2 separate regions of the Gossypium hirsutum genome follow, and region 1 is linked to region 2. The links are chromatin contacts, called in public Hi-C maps. All regions are on one chromosome and are shown on one strand. The core of a region is the stretch at or near the end of the contact, and the rest is flanking DNA. Distances in the headings are between cores, read along the strand shown.

What was found. A called contact is a pair of places that touch in the nucleus more often than the background predicts.
Region 1: a Hi-C map of leaf shows a contact between it and region 2, with 2.3 times the contacts expected there. The contact joins the promoter of LOC107887565 here to the promoter of LOC107949952 in region 2. A contact is called at or near these places in 2 of 34 Hi-C or Micro-C datasets (both in leaf).

What each region holds. Positions count from the first base shown.
Region 1 is chrA03:10,592,142-10,598,254 of Gossypium_hirsutum_v2.1, forward strand. It overlaps LOC107887565, which reads right to left and starts at 2,788. Exons shown (of 6, transcript XM_041108307.1): 1 at 1,200-2,788; 2 at 1-772. The coding sequence starts at 2,340.
Region 2 is chrA03:10,331,008-10,337,198 of Gossypium_hirsutum_v2.1, forward strand. LOC107949952 (serine/arginine-rich splicing factor SR45a) reads left to right here and starts at 4,378. Exons shown (of 6, transcript XM_041108269.1): 1 at 4,378-4,537; 2 at 5,189-5,292; 3 at 5,396-5,492; 4 at 5,617-5,766. The coding sequence starts at 5,189.

The sequences.
Region 1 (6,113 bases), core at 1,538-4,037, 260 kb after region 2:
AGTGAAATTTTGCTATTCAAATTTTGCTTGGTTTCATGTTCGGATGGAGAGATTGAAGCCACTTCAGCAGATTCCTCTTCAATAATATCATCTAATTCTCTTAGTCTTTCTCGATTTGCCTCTTCTCTTGATAGGTTAAATGAACCTGCCCACGGTTCTTCACTTTCGGAATTGATATCCCTTTCAACATCCCCATCATATATAACTGAATCACCATCAGCAGGTGAAGTTGTTCCTTCAGTTGTTAATGGAGGTGAACCAACTTCTGAGACCTCAACTTGCAAGTCAGAAGCTATGGAAAACGTTGGGGTATGGCACTGTCGCCTATATGTACTGTAAAATGAATGAATGTCTATCCTACGCCTTTCAGATGGCGACGGGCTGGAATCAAAGGAAAGTCTATTAATAGCTCTCCCCTTAGGAGGAATTGCAAGTTTAAGGGCCCTTTGCACATGATCATTGCGTAACCCAGGAGATTTACTTGTTTGATCTAAGATAGCTTCTGTGTTTTCGGATGAAGATGAGTCACAGGAATTGTTGTTTTTAATTGAATCTGTCTCCATTCTGACTTCACTTCCACTATCTAATCCTGGCTCCAGATCATGAGGGTGTTCCATCTTCTCCCCTTCTACTTCGGTCCTATTGTGTGGGATTTCTATATATTTTTCTTCGGATAAGTTTATCGCCTCATTGTGATTTGATTCTTCTACCTCAACAAGATCAATATCATTTTCTATACCAGAGGAACTAAGCTGGTGGTGACCTCCTTTGTCTGATGAAAAGGTAAAATGTTAAAATTATTCCATTAGATAACAGCAGACTTTAAAAAGGGAAAAGAAACTTCTATACCAAATTTGAAGTAATTCCATTGATTCAATAACTACATACTGACAGATATTAAAGGTTTGATGGCTATGGAGTTCAATAGGATGATCAAATTATTTTCTGGAATATGTTTGTCCCCCTTGCCTCTAGTCTAAAAAGTTTTTCTTAAGTACTCTTTTTGGACACAGTTTTAGGCAGGGCCTTGTGGAAATTCTTTCTTCACAATTGTTATCCACAGAATAATGACTTAAATCATTTGATTATGTACCTCAAAGCTTTGAAACAATCAATTCTACAGCCTATCCGTTAAACAGAAAAACCAAATAAAAGAAAGATCTCAACAATGAAAAATATATTTATTAACTTGATCTTACCTGGCTTCCATTCAAAAAGCCTTTTCTCACCGCTATAATACGTGTTAAACTCGGCACCATATGGATATTGAGAAGATGGAAATGTAAACAAAGGTCCTTGACGGAAGCTTTCGTGTCTGCAGAAGAGATTGGCTGGCATGAATTCTTGTTGGAAACTATCGGCCATAAGGTTGGGTTTTTCTTCAAGTGGATCATAAGGAAGGTCAAATGAATTCTGTTTAGGCAACAATAAGGAAGGGGCTGAACCAGGCATCGGTAAATCGTCTTCATCAAGATGACTTGAAAACTCACCATTGTTGATTTTAGCGGTTAGAATGGGAGCTATTTGAGAAGGAGGAATACCATTGATACCCATCAGGCTTTTCTCAATTGCCATTCTAAACAACTTTTTTGCTCTACGTTTGGCAATTAAACTTTGCAGCCTTTTGTTTCTTTCCAACTCAGTTAACCCAAGATCCATACGATTCGTAGCCTTATTCCCAGCATCATTCGCTTCTTCCAAGCTGTTGACACCACGAGCACGAGCACGAGCACGAGGACCTGTTCCTGATGACCCTTGAAAGCTATCATCCAACACCCGATGAGGTTTCGATGTCTCACTATCAAAGACCAAATTCGGATTTCCAGTTTCGTCATGGGGGGAACCCTCTCCATGTTCACTGCTAGAACTTCCTACCCTATCGAAGGTAACCTTGGAATTTTCTTCCAAGAAATTAGTTTTACTAGACGGACTATCACAAGTACTTCTCACAAAAAGCATGTCTTTTTCCTCACTATGTTTTCCATCCCATTCTAGCACTTCCTTTCGAGCATTTCGTCGAACACTTTTCTGGAGTCGCAATGAAGCCTCGTTTGATGTATTTACAACTTTTCCATCTGCAATCTCTTTTTTCTTTAGCCATCGGGATGCAGCATACTTGGTTTTGAAATAAAATCGGATAAAAACAGCAGTGCAGACAATAATAGGGGAAATGTACATAAAATTCAAGAAAACATGAGGGAAAAATATGTACAAAAGGAAAACAAAGATCAAAAACCCTGAAACATCTGGGTATTTTCGTCCAAATTTATAGCAACAAATTCCAGAAAATCTAATAATTCTCCAGACAAAAAGTTGGATACCCTTTGCATCAATACTCATTTTTTTAAAAAATATATATATTAATTTATCTTCAGAAACAAAGCAATAAGAGAAACAAACAAATTGGGTGCTAATAATCCATTATACGTAGTAAACATCAAGGAAATGACTAAAGATTTCAGCTAAAACATGCATTTCAAACATAATAGAATTCTCTCTTTTTTTAGCAAAAAACAGGAAGAAGTAAAATAGGGGGGGGTGAGGGAGTGGTTTTGGACATGGGGTTTTCGATTTGTTTTTTTTTTTTAGAAAACTTCTTTTTGGTGGATAGCTTTCTTAGATCCTTCAATTTAGGGCTTTCTCTGCCATTTCTTTTTCTCTTCTTCCCTGGATTCATGGGGACAATATAGGACAAAATAGAAAACAGGTATACGAAGAACTGACAGTTAATATCGCATCATTATCGGTAATATTTTACTCAACCTACCTGTAATATTTTGAGTGTCACCCGTTTCTTTTTAATAAAAGCAGGGTAAGGGGTTATCCAAGAATAAAAGCCCTAGTTAAATTGGTTTTGTTCACTTTTTGGCTTTTAGCAATGAAAATACGTAGATATAATTTTTAATTGAATTAATTAAAACTTCACTTCATTTGAAAAATAATTAAATCTTTAAATTATACATTAGAAGAGTTAAATAGGTGTTGGTTCTAAAATATACACCTTCCCAACACAATTGAAATCTATTTAACAGAATCATTTTTATTTTTAATTACTTTAATAATTACTTATTTATTTTTATACTATTATTTCTTCGTTGTACTATAATGCTTGCATCTATATCTATATTTATATATAATATGTTTGTCTATATCTATTCTTTTAATTAAGTCTCTAATTTATGGTAGTAGGAAATGGATTTTTTTTTGTTTTTAACGATGGCAGTCCTTTAGGAAATATTTCACTTTTCAGCTTTCTCATTAATTAGGGTCTATTACCTTTTTAATGGTGATTGATAGGTTAGGACATGTGTCATTTAGTTTTTATTCTTGTATTATTAATGGTAACCATTCAACATTTTATCAAAAAAATTAAGTCTCTAATTAAGTTAATGTCTCGAGTACCAATTCGATTAGGAAAATTATGAGAATATCTTTTTTTAATTAAACTAAATTATATCATTTTAGGGTACTTTAGTCTAGTTCTTGATTGAGTTTGTGTTACAAGTCAACCAGACACAAATTCGATTAGGAAAATTAAGTCAACCAGACCAAGTCAGTTAGAAAAATTATGAACTAAGAGTACTTTAGTCTTTTATTTTAACAAAAATCAATAAAAATATGTATATGATGTTTTTTTTTTTTGTGAAAAGAAAACAAACTTAAAGACAAACTAACTACACAGAGGACTTTTGAGCAAGGCTAACACTTGTTTTGACAATAGGAGAGATTGCTAACGCCTCCTTTGGGGTCTTTTCAAACATCGTCAAGTTTTGTCCTATATCAAAAGCCAATTTAGCCATACAATTTGCAATTTCGTTTAACTCCCTAGGAATATATTGCATGACCCAATGTCCAACATTCACTAAGAGTTGATTAATTCTTCTAATGAGGGTAGAGTTTGAATCTGCCAAAGAGAAATCCTGAATAGCCTTGACCACCTCCAAACTAGCTTTTGGAATCATCACGCCCTAAAATCGTTTATCTTGGATAAGGGCCAACCCATCGAAAATGACCTACAATTCAGCATCAAAGACGGAACATTCACCCAAAAATCTATTATATCCCATAATCCAATCCTCATTTCCATACCTTAGGACTCCCCCAGCTGCAGCAATTCCAAACATATCTTGCACCGCACCATCAGTGCATAATTTAATCTAATTCTCCGGTATAGGAATAAATGGCCTCGGTGTCTATTGTCTAGACAAATCCTTCCCATGAAAAGAAGCAAACTGTTCTACCCAGGTGTATGAATTTTTAACAATGTCACTTACTTTTCAAAGAGACCCATGGAAGATGAAAATGTTCTGATTTTTCCATATTCTCCAGGCTATCAAACCAAATAAGCTCAACCAAACAACCTCGCCCATAGCTAGTTTAGAAGGATTAAGTAAATTAGACTTAACCCATTCATGAAGATTACCTGCAAAAAAAACCCCACACAACTCATTTGACAAAACCTGTTTCCAAATTTCCTTAGTTGTAGGGCAATCTCTGATGGTATGTAAGATATCCTCAAAATGATGTCCACACAGTCTACAAGAACTATTATGCCTTATACCTCACTTGACTCACTCCACATTGATAAGTAGGCGTTGTTTCAAAACAAGCTTGATGAAGAATCTAACTCTCTAGGAACTTTGAAAATTCCACAGAATATTATATTTCGCGTCCCTCAAGCTCTATTATCTTTCCTGTAAACTCTAGTAAGCACTTTTAAGGGAGAAGAAGCCAGTTAAAATTTGAGCCAAATAATCCTATCACAACCCACAGAGATGTGTGGTGGGGGAATACTCACAATACGCCTAATAATCTCCTCCAGCAACTAAATACGAAAAAGCTTCAAATTCCAAGTTCCCTCTCAGTAATCATCTCACTAAGCAAACAGTCTTGATTGACATTAGAATGAGGCAGAACCTAATGAATTAAAGGTCCCACATATGAAATTCACAAATCCTTCCAACAATGAATATTGTCCACATTTCCCACAGAGCAAATTAGATTCTCTCGGAGTAAAGGCCAAACCTTAGAGAGTGCCCTCCAAAGGAAAGAACATCGTCCTCACGAAATATCTTGTAGCAGCTCTTCTATAACACTCTATACCCGGTTCAGTTGTCGAACTCAAACTACACGATGCTATAGAAGATAATGGAATAAATACATGTAAATTCGACATTTAGCAATCAAAACAATCATTAAAATGTTCATAACTTAAGTATGCAATGATTTACACATCAATCTGAGTCCCAAACGAGCTTACGAAAGCTTTTAAAACATCCTGAAAATAAATAGGGACTTAATTGTAAACTTAATAAAATATATGAAAATTTCAGTAAACAAGGGTCACATGGCCGTTTTGTCAAGCCGCGTAAAAAACTGTGGTTGTGTGGACCTAGTTGTAAAATTTTGCAAACATTCTCATAGCCGTGTGGCTAGGCCATGTGAGAGATTGAGACCATGTCAACATTCATGCATCTAAATTACCAATAGCACACGGCCCTACCAACCAACCATGTGATATACCCAACCATGTGGCAAACCGTGTGTGCAGGACAAAGCATCTAATGTACAAATTTGGCTCAACCTTATTCAAAGACCTATAATGTATTGCTTTACTAACATCAATACCTACTCAAATATTCACATTTCATGCTCAAAATATAACTTATAAAGTATTCCTAAATGTCTAATCAATATGCCACAATTGGCACCGTAATCAACTAAACTATTTTAATCCATTCACCTATAACTTATGCATTCATCCAACTATCACGTTCTAAATCCCTTAGCACACATTCAAGCTAGTTATATACATTTTCGTATTATACGAGCATAAGTATAGTTCAACTTACCAAAACAATTCCATAAACTTGCTTTAATACAATACCAAAATAAACATACCAAAATGGGCAAATTCATAAATTTGAACACCCAACACACACACACACACACACACACACACACACACACACACACACACACACACACACACGCACGCACGCACGCACGCACGCACGCACGCACGCGCGCGCGCGCACACACACACACACACACACACATATATATATATATCACACCTATTGCATGCCACTTATAACTGAACAAGATGAACC
Region 2 (6,191 bases), core at 3,128-5,627:
AATGGCATATATAAGCTAATAAAGTAAATGTTAACGTGAAATGAATGTAAAGTTAGCCATTAGTATGGTTAACAAACCTGGTTTTGGGTATGTGATGACGTTATTTTATAAATATGCATGAATTTATCTTGAAAATATGTTGAATTGGATTGGTTGATGTGGATTGTTTTTGGTTTAAAATTTCAGGGAAGGTTAGATATCTATAAAGGGGTTATATTGAGTTAAAAAAATTTAATTCGTAAACTTCGGTAATACTTCGTACCCTATTCTGGCAATGAATACGGGTAGGGGTATTACAGGGTACCTCAAGAAAGCATAACTTACACAACTGAGCAACCTATATTCTAGTGCTTGACATGCTTGATTGTTTAAAAGCCAATTATTTACACATTCATTTCTTTCATTTCTGTTCTAAACATCTCAGGGTTAATGAATCGATAGCACTGGAGTTACTCAACCTGACTGGTGAGATGCCTTCTATAATGGGCCATTTTTACCACGCCTAACAAAAACAAACAAAAATAAAATAATAGAATCTGTTAAAGTCCAATTGGAAAATTACAAGCCCAAAACAAAAAAAACCCTAATGGCCCAGGCCCAATAACCTAAACAAAGTTTTTAGTAAAAAAAACCCTAAAATCCTTAGCAGCGCCACTGCCCCCCACATGAACGGGCACGCTGCCCAAGGCATGACGCGCCTATGTCGCCGTTTCACCAAAATGGCTAGGGCAGACTTTTTGCCTCGTCGTTGACTCTCCAAGGATAGCTGCAAAAGGATGAAAAAAGATAGAAACAATGACAACAGAAACAAAAGCAGAAACAGTATAAACAATAGTAAAAAATAATAAACAGGGTAATCTATGGTTATAAAAGCCATAACCAAATTGTAATTTTGGACACACAGAGAGAAATACAAAAAAAGTATCATGTTTCAAAAGGTAGCAATGTTATTTTTTCTCTGATTTTATTCTCAAAGTAAATAAATAATAATAAGTAAAAAAAAAAACGTTACCTGCCTTTTCATTTTCGCGCCGCTATCGACGTCTCTTTCGGTCTGAGAGGTCGTCGAATCCCTGGGGATTCAGCCAATGCCGCGGTGGAGGGTGTCGGGAGTCGAAGAGTGTTTTTTTCTTTTTGGGGGGTTTTAGCTTTAATTTTCGGTAGTTTCAACTCCAAATCAGAGTTCTAAACAAAAAAAAAAGGGTTTAAAAGGTATTTTTGGGCAATTTTTCGGCCACCATCGCCGGCGGTCATGCTGGCCTGATGGCCAGATTCTAGGCAGTGCCCAGAGAGAAAAAATGAGAGAAGAAAGCTTTTTTTTTTTCCTAAAAAATGAAGCAAATGATTTTTTCTTCTAAATCTTTTTGCTTTTATAGCATTTCAAAATTATGTCATTTTGGGTTTCATTTCCAAATGCTAAAACGACGTCGTTTCAGGGCGACCTGACTTGGATCCTCCTAGTATTCGCGTTTTTTAAAGGGAATGGGATATTTGTGCTCCTGATCCTTCTGCCTTTTGGGTTGTTTTAAATTAGTCCTAATTTCACTATTTTTTCTTTTTAGAAATTTAACCATTCAATTTTACCCCGCTTTCAATTAAGTCCTCGGTTCACTGATCTCTTGGAGAAGGGACACTTGTCCTGAGGATTAAGATAATTCCTTATTTGGTCCTCGTTCGTTTTCGCACTTTTTATTTTAGTCTTTTATTTATTTATTTTATCTCAATTTATCCTTTTAATTTAATTTAAGTTACGACTAAGTGCTTTACTAATTTTAATTCTTTTATTTATTTATTTACTTATTTGGTTATTTATCCTTCCTTTACTTTTTGTTATATTTGAATTTTTTTATTTTCTTTTCATCGAGCATTTATTTATTTATTTTCTTTTTATTTTCTTTTTACACTTAAATATTAGATTGTTTATGCTCTTTTATTTGTGTATTATTATTATTATTGTCGTTATTATTTTATTTTTATTTATTCTCTCATTATTTTATTATTTCTTTTATTATTTTCGACATTTTTATGTCATGTTTATTTATCTTTTTAATCCTGCATTTTCCATTTTTATTTTAATTTACCTTATTTATTATAATAATAATAATATTATTATTATGTTATTATTATTATAGTATTCCTTTATTTACTTAATATTTATCATTCTAATTTTCTACCCACCTAGCCATTTTATATTATTTCATTATCACTAAACCATACATTATATTTAGGCACATTTGCTCGTTTTGTATTGTACCGGAATAAACTAAATATACATTACTTTAAATGTCATATTAAATTTTTTACTCAATGCGAAAAAAGGAGTATTTCAAAACCAAGGCAACGTTTTTATTTAGAGATTCGAGAAATCAGCCCTAACGTACGGAGTTTGATTTTCTCTTTGAACCTAAATAACCGAAGATCCTTTTAAAACTAAAAACACATGAGATTTAAACAATAATTGAATAGGGGACAATTTTATTTTAGAGAATTTGAGATGTCGTGACCTAACTTACGGGACATGACCTTTTTCGTTATCTCGAAATAAGAAGGCTTCTTATATAAGTTTTGATTTAATTAAGTGATTTAAATTTAAAAACATGCAAAGAGGGATCATATTTGAATCTTCAATTTTTTATTTTTCGACACAAAAGACAACAAGTAATCAATTAGGTACCAATTTTAGGCGTAACGAGAATGTTAATTCTTCCTTGTGTGTAACCGATTCCCAAACCCATTTTCTAGATTTTTGTATACTGAAAAATATTGTTTTAATAAATTAAATCTCTTATTAAAACAATCAAATTATAAGGTGACCCGATTACACCTCTTAAAAGTGATTGGTGGTGACTTCTATTTTTATTTTAAAATAAAAAGTCGATTTAAAAAAAAAGTTTCGACACCTTCTTTGGAACCTCCCTAGGATGAAAGCATAAGAACCCTGTACGTGGGTGGGCTTGATAAAAGGATCAATGAGAAGGATTTAAGAGACAACTTTGCCCATGGTGAAATCGAGTCCATAAAGATGGTTATTAACAAAGCATGTGCATTTAATTTGTGACCTATACAACCCGAGAAGGTGCAGAGAAGGTTGCAGAAGAGCTCTCCAATAAGCTGGTTATTAAGGGTTTGAGGCTGAAGCTTATGTGGGGTAAACCAGAAGCTCCAAAACTTGAGTCAGAACTTCGGAAGGAGCAAAGCAGCCAGCAGCTGTAGCTCATAACGGAATGTTACCACGAGCACTTATATCCCAGCAGCAGAACCAGTTTCAACCATCTGGCAGTCAACCACAACCAATGCACTACTTCAATATCCCACCCCCACTTCAGCAAGAGAGAGCCTTTTACCCCTCCATGGATTCTCAAAGAATGGGCGCACTTGTTCCATCCAAGATAGTGTCTTTGCATTACGACTTTTCAACCTTTACGACTTTTCAACCTTAATCAGATAAAATTATTTTTGTTTTATGTTTCTTAAACATTATTTTTATTTTTAATAAACTAATTTTATTAATAATATATAGCTACTCTCATAACTTATTTTCAGTAAAGAGAAGAAAATTTATTCACTTATTTTGAAGAAATCCTATTTTGTATAAAAGTTATTACTATACTTAGAATTTCAAGATTAACTTGTACTAACTATTTTTTATTTTATATGTAACTATTGTAACACATACTTAATAAATAAAATTTTTTTTCTCATATGACACTAGTAACCAAACAAGGCATAATAATAGCAAAAAAGCACCTAACTTGAAAATGTTAATAATAATAACCAAAATTATAAAAGTTTTAACTACGATGATAATACTAAAAAGAACATAATACATAATAAGTAAAAAATATATGAAGACTTGAATTTTTGAAAGTTTTAACAACAACAATAATAAATAGGCAATGAAATTGTGAGAGGATGAGATTAAAATTAGATTTAGGGTTTATTTTTTATTTAATTATAGAATATGTAAAAGTGTAATAAAAGTTATATTTAGAATTAAAAAAATCTTTTTGTTTTGGGTTTTAAATGAGTTTATATGTTAAAAAATATTATTTTTTTAAATTAATTTTTTTTTAACTTTTCAATGTCTAATATAATAAATTGAAATCAAATCAAATTATATAATTTAATGATATTATCTAACTAAAACCGAGTTAAACTATAAAAAACTCAAACCAAATTATCGATTCGGTTCAATTTCTTGATGGATTTTTTCAGAGTCCTATCATCTAGTCTCTAGAGCCTAAGTGCCTAACGGGCAACGGCCCTAACCCGAAACGTTAAAACAGACGCTATGCAGTGACCAAAAGGCCCACGGACCTTAAACGGGAAGGATTCAACCGAATTTTAATGCACTCCTCACGTCCGCTTCTCTAGAAACTTCAGAACCTCGTTCCTATATATAAAATGCTTTACCAGCCTTTCTTCAATGTCTTCTACATCTTTCGCTGCGTAACGTAAGAAACCCTCGCTATTAAGAAAAGAATACGATAGATCTAAAACACTCCATCCTCTACCTTTAACTGTTCATTTGTTTAAGGTAACTTATCCTTCCAATTAATTTTTTCATTTTTTATACGCTGTTTTCATAATTTATATGTAAGTCTTGGTAGGGGATTTTTTTTTTAAATTATTTGTTTGTTGATTTTGAATTTGAGTTCGCCCTCGTTTTCTGATAAGAGAGATAGGTCTGTGATCAAATTAAAATATTTTCGATTACTTTGCTGTATTGAAAGTTAATTTGAATCTTTGTTTTCTAAAGAACTAAATTTAAAAAAAAAAGTTGAACGTTTATATAATATGTAGCAACAATTATGTTGATTTATGATCCGTTGCTGCATTAGAAGGCCTAATTTTATATAGCATATTCATTATATTTCAATTCTGATTGTTTTATATGTTGGTACTTTTCTAATTTAACCTGGTAGGTGAAATTAAAGGAAATTGAGCGTTTAAAATTCTAACCAATCGGTTATAGAAAGATTGATTTGAAGATCTGATTATGAAGAACTATTTCAGAACGTGGGGAATTTTGTTATTTTGAGTTAAGAAAATGGGTTTCTTCTTAGTGTAAATGCTTCTAAGTATGAATAAATTATGTATTTATATTATAAAAGAGAGGCTGTAACTGAAAAGTTACTGTTTGTGAATTAAGTAAGTACTGAGATGTGTATTGTGTTCATATTGTCAGATGTCCTACTCTAGGAGGTCAAGCTATTCTCCTTCTCCTTCCCCATACAAGAGGTACAGGAGGTCTGTCTCGAGATCTTTGTCAAGGTCAAGGAGTCGCTCAAGGTATTGTTTAGTCATCTTGTTCTGCTTTGCTGCTGCTTATTGGTTTTATTTTTTGTCTCAATTATTTTATACCTAATTTTCCCATTTGTTTTTTTATTGGTAGGAGTGTTGAAAATCCTGGGAACAATTTGTATGTGACAGGCTTGTCACATCGGATCACCAAGAGAGAGCTGGAGAAGCATTTTTCCAGTGAGGGAAAGGTATGGTTGAGTATAACTTTGCATGTCTATTGTTATGTTTGAATTTGAGTATAAAATTTCTGTATGGTTAAGCAATATCTGTATGTGCTTTCAAAGTTCTTACAATGGGGAACTTAATGTATAGGTGGTTGATGTTCATCTTGTGGTTGATCCGTGGACAAGGGAATCTCGTGGCTTTGGATTCGTTACAATGTCGACTATAGAAGAAGCTGAACGTTGCATTAAGTATTTGAACCGCTCTGTTCTTGAAGGACGTGTCATTACAGTGGAGAAGGTAAAAGATCCATAATTCGGTTTATCTTGATCAGTAGCTGCTATGATTGTAGTAATTGATCCTTGCTTAATTCGTATAAGAATTATGGACGGGCAGTTATTATAGTTTGAAAGTTGTTTGCTTCTTTCCACTTGAAGCTTTTGTGGCAGCAGGTTAGCTGTGTGTTGCAGCTCTTCACCAAACTCCAAAAGTCTTACATCTAAACAAACAATTCAAACACAACAACAACAGTCAGACTGTTAGGGTTGTATGCCCTGAATTTCTCTCTTTATTTAACTGTTATGTCCTGTTTCAGTTATTCTGCATGTTGATTCAAATTTATAGAATCTTTTCCGAGAAAAAGTGAAAAACAGCTATACTCTCATCTATCATATATTATTTGTGAACTTCTTTTAATTTCACTTTCTCATGCTTTGAGTTTGTGT